2 separate regions of the Mus musculus genome follow, and region 1 is linked to region 2. Evidence: chromatin contacts called from public ChIA-PET data. All regions are on one chromosome and are shown on one strand. The core of a region is the stretch at or near the end of the contact, and the rest is flanking DNA. Distances in the headings are between cores, read along the strand shown.

The links. ChIA-PET counts read pairs in DNA pulled down with a chosen protein or histone mark.
Region 1: an RNA polymerase II ChIA-PET map of effector CD8 T cells shows a contact between it and region 2, with 8 read pairs. The contact joins two enhancer-like sites. A contact is called at or near these places in 1 of 15 datasets of contacts at CTCF or cohesin (the NIH/3T3 cell line), 1 of 484 Hi-C or Micro-C datasets (bone marrow-derived macrophages) and 9 of 115 datasets of contacts at active chromatin or transcription factors (CD4 T cells, CD8 T cells, the NIH/3T3 cell line and 6 more).

What each region holds. Positions count from the first base shown.
Region 1 is chr10:39,476,660-39,483,723 of GRCm38.p6, reverse strand. All of the region lies in intron 3 of Fyn (Fyn proto-oncogene), which reads right to left. Among named protein-coding and RNA genes, the nearest start is that of Gm40627, 110 kb to the left of the region's middle. Within about 2 kb of position 3,828, at least 19 of the 459 cell types and tissues checked have an H3K27ac peak or open chromatin away from gene starts, as enhancers often do. A contact at or near this core is called in CD8 T cells, effector CD8 T cells and regulatory T cells, where this site is marked.
Region 2 is chr10:39,190,915-39,197,699 of GRCm38.p6, reverse strand. No RefSeq gene overlaps it. Among named protein-coding and RNA genes, the nearest start is that of Ccn6, 31 kb to the right of the region's middle. Within about 2 kb of position 4,814, at least 73 of the 459 cell types and tissues checked have an H3K27ac peak or open chromatin away from gene starts, as enhancers often do. A contact at or near this core is called in CD8 T cells, effector CD8 T cells and regulatory T cells, where this site is marked.

The sequences.
Region 1 (7,064 bases), core at 2,579-5,078, 290 kb before region 2:
AGCACTCTGCTTCCTAACTGTAAACAACAACAATAATAATAAATAACAAAAATAATCTAAGTAGCTGTTGAATGCGCCAGCCATCATGCAATGTCAACTGCCCCTCCCCCCATGAAGGACTGTGTCTCATCAAACTGTGAGCCAGGAGAAGCCTTCCTTCAGTGACCTCTTTGTCAGGTATTTACCACAGCAGTAAGAAATCGTGAGTCTACCAGTGCTTTAGTTTGCATCTTGTCCCTGGGACAGCAACTGGTATAGAGACTCCATGACAGACGACATCAGCCTAAGTTGCAGGTTTGTGAGCCATCCACAGTGAGATGTTCCCCAGGAGAGGAACACAACTCCAGAGCAGACAAACCCACATATGGTTCTGCGCTGGCCAGAGAGTGGGTGACCTTAGCTAGGCCACTTGCCATCTCCAGACTTTAACCTGTGCAACAGTTGATCCAAATACGGTTGAGAGTTTCTTCTCGTGATGATAGTATTTTCAGTCTCTGGCGATTCCTAAAAGCTAGTAACTCCTAGGTGAACAGGAATTAAACATCCCACATACACACACCTCAAAGTCATGCAGCCAAATGTTGCCAGCTTCTCTCTCTCTCTAGAGTGACATGCCTTTAAGGCTTTCTGGAGCAACAACTGCAAGCGACAATAATAATCATGCTCATGGTATACACACAGGGCTCCCCTAAAGCAAGGGAGAGAGTGTGGCTCTATGGACTCAAGTCTTAGGTGCTTAGATTGCAGCAGCATGGAAGAGCTCGAGAGTTCTTTAATGACCAAAGCCATGATCAAAGGTAATGGCAAACTCCTCTCCCTGAGATGGAGAATAAAGTGCTTTATTTAGACTGGGCTTCTTCCTGCTTCTCTTCATTTTCAAAAGCATTTCATTATCTGTGAGAAATCATTCCATATTTCTGGGGCAAATTACATAAATGTTTTTGTTGTTCATGATTCTAGTCTCTTGACTTTTTTTTTCTGGAAAAGGTTAAAAAAAAAAAAAGCAAATGTAGATAACTTAAATAGTGCTTAAGGTCTGCTGGGCATGGTGGCGCATGCCTTTAATGCACTTGGGAGGCAGAGGCAGGGGGATTTCTGAGTTCGAGGCCAGCCTGGTCTACAGAGTGAGTTCCAGGACAATCAGGGCTATACAAGAAACCCTGTTTCAACCCCCCCCAAAAAACCCCCCAAAAAACAAAACAAACAAAAAATTATAATAAACAGTGCTTAAGGTAAAGGTTTTAGCCTAATCTCAGATAGGTAGAATTCAAGCCCCTATATTTTAGAAAAACACATATTCAAATCTACACATGGAAACACATGTGGATTATAGGTAATGTCCTAAGTGAACCATAAAATGAAAAGAAATCTCTTGCTTTATCATGAAGATCTCTACAAATTCCAAACACCAACCCAGGGGTAGGAGTGTGTGTGTGGGGTGTCTCCTAATTCCTGTCTCCACGTCTGTAGGACCTTCTTGTGCATCCTGCATCTGACACCTTTAGCTTCTGACCAGGCAGGAGTGTACTCTGGTGCTGGTCCCCACATCCCAGTGACGATGCCTCTGCCTCTCTCTGCATGGCTCTGTGTTCTTCCTAAGGCTCCCTGGAGCTTGAGAAGCACGCTGGGTCCTGCTCAGCTTTGCCTGCACTGGAGATAACACAGTCGCAGCTGCTGAGGAGACACAGGGTGAGGGTGCTCTGCTCTCTTCTCTTGGGTCTTTCCTTTTCCTGTGGTCCACATAGATATCATGCCAGTTCGTGCTATTGTTAACTTTAAAGTCAAGCTGGCATTTTGACTCAACTGCTGAAACAAAACAGCACATGCTTCTACCCATTCTGTAATTTCTGGGGAATTCGGAAAGCAAAAAACGGGCTTAAACAATATTATCCAGTACCTTCACTTACAAGGACCATGGGTGACCGACAACTGGCCCACTTGTGGTGACTTTCAGCTCGCCTCGGTGGATCAGTTGTGCACGATCAGAGTTTTGTTTGGAAATGGACAAAGTGGCCTTACATTTCTTTCCAGTTGCCATTATCTATGGAACCACATTTGACAACAGACCGAGATTCTGAGGAACAGTGCTGTTGGCTTTCGATAGAGCCACGTGGTTTTATTCCTTTACTTCTCCATCATCTCCCTCACTCCTCACTGTTCCACTACTATAAAGCATTTTAATCCGCCTGATTTCTCAGTGGATTTTCTCAGCATCTTTGTGTAGGAACAGGAAGGATGCAGCTCTCTTTCAGATTTAAATGAGGCAAATGTGCTCCAGGGTGAATCCTTCAGTGGCCTGAGAATCCCAGAGCAGAGCTCTCTCTTTCAGGTAGGGTGAGTGTTTCCTCTTGGGGATTAATCTCTACTTTAACCTCAGAGACCTGGGTTCAATCAATCTAAAACAACAACCGTCAACGGGAAACAAAAGTGTGGAGATGGTATAGCACGTGTGAAATACTCCTTAAAGTGAATTCTGATTTTTGGTGTTGAAAAATGTTTCCAACATCTTAACATATTTTAAATTGTATGGTCCAGTCTTTAAGAAATGACAAAGACAGCTTTCAAATTATGTCTGATTTTTGAATAGTGTAATAGGAAAGCCCACAGTACCGTCTTCTCAAATGTATGCAAAAGCATGCAAAACTAAGGACTGATACAGTTGTAATGTGGTGAACAACAACAGTCTTCTAAAAATATCAAAGCAAAAGCGTGGGAGAGACTTGGGAGTATTGTTAGTCAAATCTTTGAGTAACAAATTTTATTACTAATTTGGTTAGTGGAAATATTGCCGTGTTATTTACCCTGTCATGGGTCAATCCTGACTCTCCACCCACCCTTTCATAACCACCCTCTCACCTGTCTCGTTATGCATCCATCCAATACAGCCTGTCAACTACTGGTAAGCTAAAAAGATGAATGCGCAGTCATCCTGCCCCTAAGCTGCTTTGGATAAAGGGAACATACAAATGATTATACATAAAACACAGTCCCGTGGCAGCTGTATGAGGAGAAATGAAGGAAGAAATGTCTCCCAGTGAAGAGATGAGGCAAGGCTGCATTGAGTTATTGGTTGGGTTATTGCTTTAGAATATAAGCCTTCTTAGAAGTAGGTGGGGACAGTCCTGGCCACAGGTGCAGGAGACTTGGGGGACAGGGAGGAGTCCACTAGGTGGCATAGGGCTTGAAGAACAAGGTCATTGCTGCTTTGAATAAATGAGAACCAGGAAAAGCCAAAGGAAAGAACTGGCTTTTGAACTCGGGCAGCCCCCTGCAGGATGTGCCAGCTTGTACAGCATCTGGAACAGGGGCATGACTAGGAAGAGCTTCAGCCATTCAAGTCAGTCTTGACTTCAGAAGAGAGGGTTGGAGCAGAACGGAAAGAGCCTGGCTGTCAGCTGGTAGAAGGAGGCGTGAATGGGAAGACTCAGTGGACTTCTTACAGTCTAGTTGACACACGTTGATATTTGATAATTTATCACCTGCAAGGGAAACTCAAAAACTGTGTAAAAATAGTTCTATGTGAACTTCCGTCCTATTTCTGTACCCTAAATCTTAGTAATAGTTGATTTTCTTTAAGGAAGAAAAGTCTCACGGAAAAAGTCTTAAGGTATGGTAAAGCGGTGTGTACGAAATCCTGCTTCAGTGTCTTAGCACTGAGCCTTGTCCCTCAGTCAGGGGACCCTGTCCCGGTTTGTTTTGACAGGGATCATAAATGTGGATCTTCATGGAGCTCAGCATCAGGTCTGGCCTCTCACAACACACTTGATGTGTGGGCTGTGGCCTGGGTGAGGAGAGGAGTGAGGGATAAGTCTGACAAAGGTTGAAGGAGACCCACACCTAGCCTGTGGTGTCCTGGGCATCAAGTGGGGCTCTCAGTCTTTCACCAACCTTGCTAATCTCTCAGTTGAAGACACAGAAAACTATCTTGGGAAAGCATTTAGATGAAGAGAGTTTTGGAGAGGCGGGAAATGCTGGAAGTGACAATATTAAGACATGGAAATACTTTGACAGGCTGGAGTAAGGGGTCACACCTGAGATGTCACACGGGAAAACAAGGCTTGAACAACAAGAAGTTACCAAGCACAGGATGGGGGGGATGTGGTTTAGTAGCAGCAAGTGTGAGAAAGATGCTGGGAGTATTAGCTGAAAGTAATTTCAGTTTGAGTCAACTGTATGAGGCAGTCACTTAACAGTGTGCTTTATTGTGACAGTAACTCCAGCTTCACTTAAGTTGGGGTTTCAGAGACAATGAGAAAGTGGGTGCTTCTGAGAAGACCAAGTTGGGTGAAGTTACTTAACATGCTAGCCACACTTGCCAAAGACAGGTTTTGCTGGTCAATACTGTGCCCACCTGTAGCTCCACTGAGCTAGTGAGGCTAACAGAAAGGGCAAACAGAACCTTGCCAAGCTAGGAGCCGCATGCCATTCTCAGCAAGTCTGAACTCTGACTCTCTAAACTGCAATGATAATGCAATTTTAGGCATCAAGAGAGTGATCTGTCCCAGAGGTGACAGTGCCCTCCTACCCCTCCCCATACAACCGCTGAGCTGTGTGAAGACACTGTACTTGCTGCTTGTCGAAGTGGAGACTCTTCACTCAAGGGTTCCAGACCCCAGTCTAGGTTTGCTTTCTTGGTGGTTAGGAGAGGATCCTAAGGGCGAGGTAGTGTGGCCCTTGGCTCACAGACCACTTGTAAGCACAGCAGGGCATGCCTTTCTACTCAGAGCTGGTCTCTGAGACTCTCTCTCAGTGTGTAAACTGTACAGTTGCTACTGTCAAACACAGCATGCTGGCAAACCAAGACCAGTATCACCTCCATAATGACTGTGAGAAACCCAGCCAGCCAGCCAGCCAGCCAGCATGATTTCTTAATGCCGCTTGATTGTATTTTAAAACAGGAACCGTGCTGCTGTGTGTATTCTCCCACCTTGAGCAGGATCCTGCTTATCTTCAGCTTGAACCCCCATGGACCTTGGTGTTCGTGCAGAAGAACACAGACAAGAACCCCAGCCTCGGGCTGGAGAGGTAGCTCAGAGGTTAAGAACACTGACTGCTCTTCCAGAGGTCCTGAGTTCAATTCCCAGCAACCACATGGTGGCTCGTAACTATCTGTTACAGGATCTGATGCCCTCTTCTGGTGTGTCTGAAGCTACAGTGTACTCATATCCATAACATAAATAAATAAAAAAAGAACCCCAGCCCCTACACTCACTTGTCCATCCCAAGTCAAAGTGATTCCCTAAGTCCTACAATGCAACTGGTTGGTTTCAGCCTCAGAACAGGATATTTCCCCGAGAGCTTGCCTTAATAATGTAATAAAACATATCTAACAACATATATAAGTATATATATACACAGAAAACCTGCCTCTATATACATGTGGTGCATCAATAATTTAGTAATCTCACAAGCCTTGACTATATAGAATCTAGGACTTGTCCACAAAAGAGTGATCGTATTGAAGGAGTTGAGACCGTGGTAATAAAGTCTAGCCGAAAAGCTGAAATGTGTTTCACTTAGAAGAAATGCTTGAAGCCACCTTTAAGCAAGCCACCAAATAGGATGGGGTATTGTATAGAGGAATATTCCTCTGGCCAAATGAAGGGCTGGACCCAGGACCTCACACATGCATACCCCACCACTAAGCCTATTACTAATTCACTAGCCCCTCTTCTTGTTTTAAAATTTGAGACAGGATCTAAGTTGCCTAGGCCTTGAACTCTCTGTAGTCTTGGAAGGCACTGAACTTGTGATCTTCCTGCACTGGCCACCCTGCAGCTAGGATTACAGGCTTGCACTACCAGGCCTGAGTCAGAACGATTTCCCTGTGATTCATTTGATGAGAATGTCCTAAACGTGGTAGAGATACCTAGACAGTAAATAGTTCTGGTGGAGTTTTGATGGATGAACAGATGGAAGGCAGGACCATCAATACTGATGATCCCGAAGCTTCCTTCAAGTATAAGCACTATGACGATATGGTTTTCCTTTTAAAAAATAGTTCCTGGTGTTGAAGATAACTAAGTAATATGAAAACAATGCTCTGAGACCAAGGAGTTTTGAGAAACTGGATTACTGGTTGCTTAGAAGCCAAATAATTCCAATGGTCTGAGGAGAACAGGCAACTGGTCTACCCACATGGAAAGCATATCATGAGAAATACAAAATGACAATATTGCAAGACATTTTTAACAACAACTCCTTTAGAACCTGATAGATTAATAAGGATAGAAAAGATTAGCAAGTATTAGGTTTAATTTAATGTGTATTTATTTACAAATCAGTTCTCTCAGCCCTACTATAGAGTAAATTTTGTGGAACTCTTATAAACATTTTATTCTTTTGTTAGAAACCCTTAGCAAAATGACTATGAAAAACTGTCATTGATTCAGGGATTTAAAAATGACGTTGATAGGGCTGGAGAGATGGCCCAGTGGGTAAGAACACTGACTGCTCTTCTGGAGGTCCAGAGTTCAAATCCCAGCAACCACATCTCATCTGTAATGAAATCTGATGCCCTCTTCTGGTGTGTCTGAAGACAGCTACAGTGTACTTACATATAATAAATAAATCTTTGGGCTGGAGTGAGCAGAGCCAACAAAAAAAGACACTGATAATAACTCACGAATCAAAGAAGAAACAGTTATGAAATGTTTTTGAACTTTTCATAACTGTGATGGAAAGTATTCTATATCAAACGGTGATAGAGTCCTCTAAAGTGGCACTTGGAAGAAAACAAAAGAGTAAAAGATTGAAAGCTGGAAGCAGAAAAGGACAAAAAAAATCAATAAATCAGAAACAAAGATATACTAGAGAAGATCAATAAAAAGTCTATTTGAGAAAATTAACAAAATATAAGTTGCATCAAGAAAGCCACAAAACTGGTACACATTAGGAATAGGAACAAGATTGTAGACTTAGCAGAGGTGAAAATAAGAACATACCATAAACACTGCATGCCATGACGAAGAACTTCATAGGAAAGGTCAACTATTACTGAAGACAAGAACCCCAAGCAGTGATGTTAACTGTTAAAGATACTGATTCACTAGCTAAAAACCTAT
Region 2 (6,785 bases), core at 3,565-6,064:
AGCAGTAAATCCCTAACTAAGACAACATGTCAATGTACATGGAAATGATATCTCTTTGTGATCTTTGGATATATAGGTAGAATTAGTGGATCAACTAGTACTTCCTTTTTTTGTTTTGTTTTGTTTTTTGTTTTTTCAAGACAGAGTTTCTCTGTGTAGCTTTGGCTGTCCTGGAACTCACTCTGTAGACCAGGCTGGCCTTGAACTCAGAAATTCACCTGCCTCTGCCTCCCAAGTGCTGGGACTAAAGGCGTGTGCCACCACGCCTGGCTGTACTTCCCTTTTTAATTGTTTGAGGGCCCTCCATATCGGACATCTTTTATCTGTATTCACCCCTGGCTGCTCCAGACTTTCATTACTTACCACCCAAGTACTAAGAGTGTGAAGATTCATCCACCTATCTCTGACTACTCTGCAGAGAGAGAGAGAGAGAGAGAGAGAGAGAGAGAGAGAGAGGCTTTGATTTTCTTACTAGCATTTATAACTATGGCTTTTACTTATTTTGATCTATGATCATATTCCCAACCGTAAAGCAGTACCCAGCATATAGTAAGACAAATCCTTGTGCAATGACTGTCAGAATGCATGTCCTAGTGGCAAGAGTCACACATGATGGGGGTGGTGACTCACACCTGTAACCTCAGCACTTGAGAAGCTGAGACAGAAGGATTATGGAGAATGTGAGGCTAGCCTGATGTGGTGGTTTGAATGAGAAAGACCCCTTGTCAACTCCTATGTTTGAATACTTGGTCCCTAGTTAGTGGAACTGTTTGGCAAGGATTAGGAGGGGTGGCCTTGTTGGGGAAGGTGTGTCACTGGGAGTAGCAGATAGGGTTTCAAAATCCTATGCCATTCCCAGTGTGCTCTCTGCCTCCTGCTAGGAGGTTTCGGATTTGATCTCTCAACTCCTCCTGCACCATGCCTTCACTTTCATGGGCTCTACCTAACCCTCTTAACATGTCAACCCAATTAAATGGTTTACTTTATAACTTGTTTTAGTCATGGCTAAGAGGGGGGTACTGTTGGTTAAATAGAGGATCCTCTGGGAGACAAAAGGACGAAAATTCTTGAATTTTCTTTGGCTTCAGACGTTTTCAATTCTTTTATTTACATAGTTTTAGTTCTACTAAAATTCTCCTGCTAATTTGAGTTTTCTGATAGTTTCACAAATTTAATTAATTAGTTAATTAATCAAAATCATAGGAAGACCATTATTGATTAAAAAAAAAAGTCACATCATTCTAATTTCAAGGTTTCACTTTAGGAAAAAAAAATGCATGTAATATTTTCCCTGTGGTCCCCCCTGTTCCCACCTGGTCCCACCCGGCCATGCAAGATCCTTTGCTCTGTGTGGCACATGGAGAACTTATTCCATTAGTGTCTAGTGAATGGTCATAGTGGTCCCACAGTTGTCACTCTCATTGACCTTAGGTGTCCCTGTTCTATATTGAAGATAAATTGTGAAGTATCCCAGCACAAGAGTGATTTTCAAATGAGGACCTATGCCAGGATTTATGACATCTCCTGCCATTGCCACAGGAATAGAAGGGATGTTTAACCGTGTAAGGCCAATTTTTGCACAAGTCACCATTCATGCTGCATGAATATTAATCAAAAGAATCCTCAAAACAATTCCACAAAGTAGAATACTTATTTACTCCATAATTACTTTGCAAAGGTCATGTTTTTAGTTTTCCGGGGCTACTGTTAGAAACTTATACAGATAAAGTGGCTTAAACACCAACATTTTCTTGTCTTATACTACTGAAGAGCAGACACCTGAATTGAAGCTGTATCACAAGCCCTCTGAAGATCCTGCAAAGATACTGGCTCCAGGTTCCTAGGATCAATCCAGCATAGCTGATGTCTTCACAGGAATTCTTCTCTTACTTACTTACTTACTATGTCAAATCAGCCCTCTTCCCCTCAAGTCATTTTGGATTGGGGACCCAACCTACTCAAGTATGACCTTGTCTTAACTCAGAACATGCACAATTGTCTTAGTCAGGGTTTCTATTCCTGCACAAAACATCATGTCCAAGAAGCAAGTTGTGGAGGAAAGGGTTTATTCAGCTTACACTTCCACATTGCTTTTCATCACCAAAGGAAGTCAGGACTGGAACTCAAGCAGGTCAGGAAGCAGGAGCTGATGCAGAGGCCATGGAAAGATATTACTTACTGGCTTGCTTCCTCTGGCTTGCTCAGCTTGGTTTCTTATAGAACCCAAGACTACCAGCCCAGAGATGGTATCACCCACAAGGGCCCTCCCCCTTGATCACTAATTGAGAAAATGCCCACATCTGGATCTCATGGAGGCCTTTCCCCAACTGAAGCTCCTTTCTCTGTGATAACTCCAGCGGTGTGTCAACTTGACACACAAAACCAGCCAGTACAGCAATGGTCCTGGTTCCACACACATTTTGAGGTGCTGGGGATTAAGCCCTCAATATGTGAAATTTGACTGACTGTGATTCCACATTTATAGACACCCACTATATTCACCATAGCAGAGATTAAGTGCCAGAGATGTGGCTTGAACCTGGCTCTGTCCTGTTGGCAGCACACAGAGCTCTGTTCAGCATGCTCAGAGTAGAGTGGGGTAGGTGTTTAGTTTGGATATTGTGGTAGTTTGCACAGGAATAACCCCCATAGACACATGTTTGAAAGCTTGGCCAAATAGGGAGTGGCACTATTAGGAGGTATGGCCTAGTTGGAGGAAGTGTGTCACTGTGGAGGCAGGCTTTGAAGTCTCATATACTCAAGATATGTCCACTGTGGCTTGTAGTCTTTTTCTGCTGCCTGCAGATCAACATATAGAACTCTCAGCTCCTTCTCCAACACACAGGTCTGTCTGTCACACCTGGAGGGAGCCTTGGAAGCTCAAGAGCAAACACACACAAGGATAGCAGTGACAAATAACCAACTTGTAAACATTTTGTTTATTCTCTCCCAGCCCTGTCATCATAGCCAGAGGAGGATATCAGTTACCTTCATAGTCACCTTCCATACACGATCTGTCACTGATTCTGGAGATAGGCTGGCAGCCACAAAGCCCCAGTGATCCTCCTTTATCTGTCCCCTGTCACTGGGGGGTACAGGCATATGGCCACACACAGCGTTTCTACGGGACTTCTGAGGATTTGAACTCAGATCCTCACACTTGTGCAAGCGATTTTATAGGACCGAGCTATCTCGCCATCCCAGAACCAAGTGTTGATATTGTTGAACACTATTTTACAGTTCAAGGGAAGACTGGATTCTAGCTTCACATGTTAAGCAGTTCTGAGGCTATGGCATCTAGGCCAGGTGTCTATTACTGATTGACAAAGAGACCTGAAGAAGTAGAAGGAGGTAATGTCAAGATAGCTGCGCTACCAGGTCCCTTCTGTGATTTCCTACCTGATGATTTCCTGCTTTCTGCCCAGCTTGACTGTGTCAGGGCTAGCATCAGAGGCTATGATAGAAAACAAGCCACAGAACATTGAACAGTTTACATGGGAATACTTAGAGTCTGATTCTGCTCAAAGTGAAAGACTCCAAGAGGAGCCCCTCGCTCAGGCCTCAGGACAATAGTGGACACCCAAGAACTCACGACAGACCTGACAGACCGAGCTTGTTGCAAACCACATGAGGCTTTATTCGGGAAAGCCAGAGCTCTGGGGACGACTCATATCCCACGCAGGGGTAGAGGAGTCGAGGGGAAAGAATTCCCAGTTTTTATAGGCCCTCAGGGGGGAAAGGAGAAGGGGGAGATTAGGGGATTTCCAGATCTAAACAATGTCTATTTTCAAGAAATGGGTATGGGAGGGGTACAAGGAAAGAGTCTAATGAAGGTGCAGCAATGGGCACACACCTGGTCAGAACATTGGCAGACACACAGGTTCAAGGAGTGGCCAGATCATTGTGCACCTCTATTTTTCTAAATCAGCGAAGCTAGTTCTGCTAACACTGACGTCTATCTTGCCAATTTCAGGGCTTCTGTGTCCTTTTACATTCTGCCAGGATCTTTCAAAAGCAGGATCTGCCTTTATATCAAGCACCGGGTGTGGGAAGTGGCTTCTTTCATCACATTCTTTCCTCCCGTCTTTTTAATAAAAGCACAGGTAGCTCAGGGCACTTGTGCAAGAAATGCATCCACAGCTGCTCTTACTGCTGAAAAATGCAGAGAGAATGAGATGCAGCTTCTCAGCCCAGAGAGAAAAAAAAGAGTCGCAACTAGCACCTTGGGAGATATTGCCAATTCCCAGCCTCTGAACTCAGACCTCGTCTTTACATGGGTTTCCACTAGTGCCCAAATGACAAGGAGGTGGAATCATTCCTCAGAACCCAATTCATGTCTTTTAGAATTGTGTGCTTGGAGACATCTATGTGAGCTGTGTGCCAATGGACACAGTTCTTTCTGGTATATCATTTGCTTCAGTCTTTTCATAGCAAATGCTTTGTTTAAGAACCCTCCTAGGTACTCCTTCAGGTGGCCTGACAGAAGTGAACCCTAGATAATAACTCAAATCTATTCAATTGTCAGAGTGGGAAAACCAAAGTCCTTCCAGAGTGGAGCTTAGATTGGGTTTATTTCAGTCTAAGCCTGTAGAGTACTGCACCCTCACTGCAAGCAACCATTGTCCCTTATGCATGAAGCACAATGTATTGTACATGGTAGGCATTAACTAAATATATATTTAATGAAACTGAATTTCCTAACACTGTCAGCAAAACTTGCATATTATAGGTGGGGATTTTCAGATACCTTCTTCTGTCTTGCCCAATAGGGCTCTTCAGATCTCTGAGCTTCAACCGCCTAACCACATCCTGTTGTGCTCAGGCGCTCACAGCCAAAGGCTTGCAAAAGCAGTTGATTGTACTGAAGTCTACAGTGATAAGTGATTACCGATGATAACATTCTATAGTTGGCCTCCTGAGTATGAGAGTTATTGCCTCTGATGTTTAGAAGGTAGATGTGAGCTGGAGTCTCTTTCAGGACTGTAGAGAGGAACATATCCCCTAGGTAGCATTCCTCAAAAATGGATCAATTCAAAATGGCCTCTCATTTTGAGTCAAGATATTTGATACCTAAGAGTATTCCTACTAGAAGGACACAGTATGGACAGAAAATTAAGCTTAGGTGGTAAAATACTTGCCTAGCATGTACGAAGGAAGTCCTGGGCTTGATCCCTAGCACCAAATAAAACCTGGTGTGGTATCACATACCTCAGATCCCGGTATAGGAAGGATCAGGAGTTCAAGGTCATCCCAATTACATAGGAAGTACAAGGCCAGCCTGAGCTACCTGAGAGCCTGTCTCAAAACTAACAAAGTATGATAATTAGTTCTATTATCAACTTGTCACAATTTAGAATCACCAGAGAAGAGACTGAGCAGGGGATTATCTACATCAGTTTGGCTTGTTACAGTATAATTGAACCTGTTTCTAGTTAGGGTGTGACTCGCCTTAAGCACACCTCTTTATTCCCTCTGGCCAGAATACAGACACAACATTGGTACTCACCTTTAATCCCAAACAATGAAGGTAAAGTTATTTTGTAGACGGAAGCAGCCATGTTTGAAAGTGATGTCTAATTGAGTAGCAGACAAAGTGACAAAAATCAGAGAAAGATCTGACAGAATAGGATATGTCCAACTCTCCTGAGGAGAGGAAAGGAAAACTACTCAAGGAAGAGACAGACAGCATAGGAAGAAGAGAGTACAATACAGGATACAGTAGAGTTCCTGGAGAGGAGGACAATTGAGTTGAGAGGGAGAGTGGAGCAGCACAGAGAAGGAGAAGGAGGCAGTTTTACCAGGAGAGTTTTACAGAGACAGATGGAAGAGAGAACAAGCTAGACACAGGCAGACAGAACAAGCAAGAGAATGAGAAGGAGCCAGAAGATTAGAAGAGATTGTGAGAGTTAGTTGAGGCCAAGCAGAACAATTCAGAGGCTGAGAGAAAAACCAGATTGAATAAGTCAGGTGGGAGAGGAGTTCTCACCAGAGCAGCTGAGTCAAATCAGCCAGAGTTCAGAGAGAACAAAAGAGGGAAGGTGAGTTTATTTAGCAGTAAGTCTCAAAGACTGAAAACATTCTAGGCCTAGATTAAATTGTAAGGAGGCTAGAAGCTTCCAGGACTAGGTCTAGGTAGTAGACAGTCAGTAAACCTCCAAGACAACACTTTTAAAAGGAGAATAAAAGTTACTTTTGCATTGGCCTGTGAGCCTGTCTTGGGGGGTTATCATGATTATATTAATTGATGTGAGAAGACTTGTCCACTAAAGGTGGCACCATTTCCTATTCAAAAGGATCTTGAATTGTGTGAGTGGAGAAACGGAGATGAACACAAGCATCCATGCATTAATCCATTCCTCTCGGCTCTTGACTATAGATATAATATGACTCACTATTTTAAGTTCCTGCTGCCTTGACTTCCCCACAGTGAGGAACCTGCAACCTGGAATTGTGAGTGGAAATAAACCATTTTCCCCTTAAGTTTTATTTTTTGGGGGTGGTGGTAAGGTTATTTCATCACTGCAACAGAAAATGAAGACACAAACAGGCAAAAATAAAAATCACACATGTGAAAGTAAGTAAATAAGTGAATACAGTCACAGGCCAAGGTGGAGGTCAAAGGACTCCTCCTCTGGTGGGAACGTTGTCTGGTGATGGGTGACTACTGCCCTCCAAGATGCACAGCTTTGCTTTGGCTTGCATTTACTTCCCCTTCCCTCTTTCTCAGTTGTCCTCCAGTCCACCCAGCCTTCCAGCTCACTTTAAAAACTGTGGACTTGTGAGGT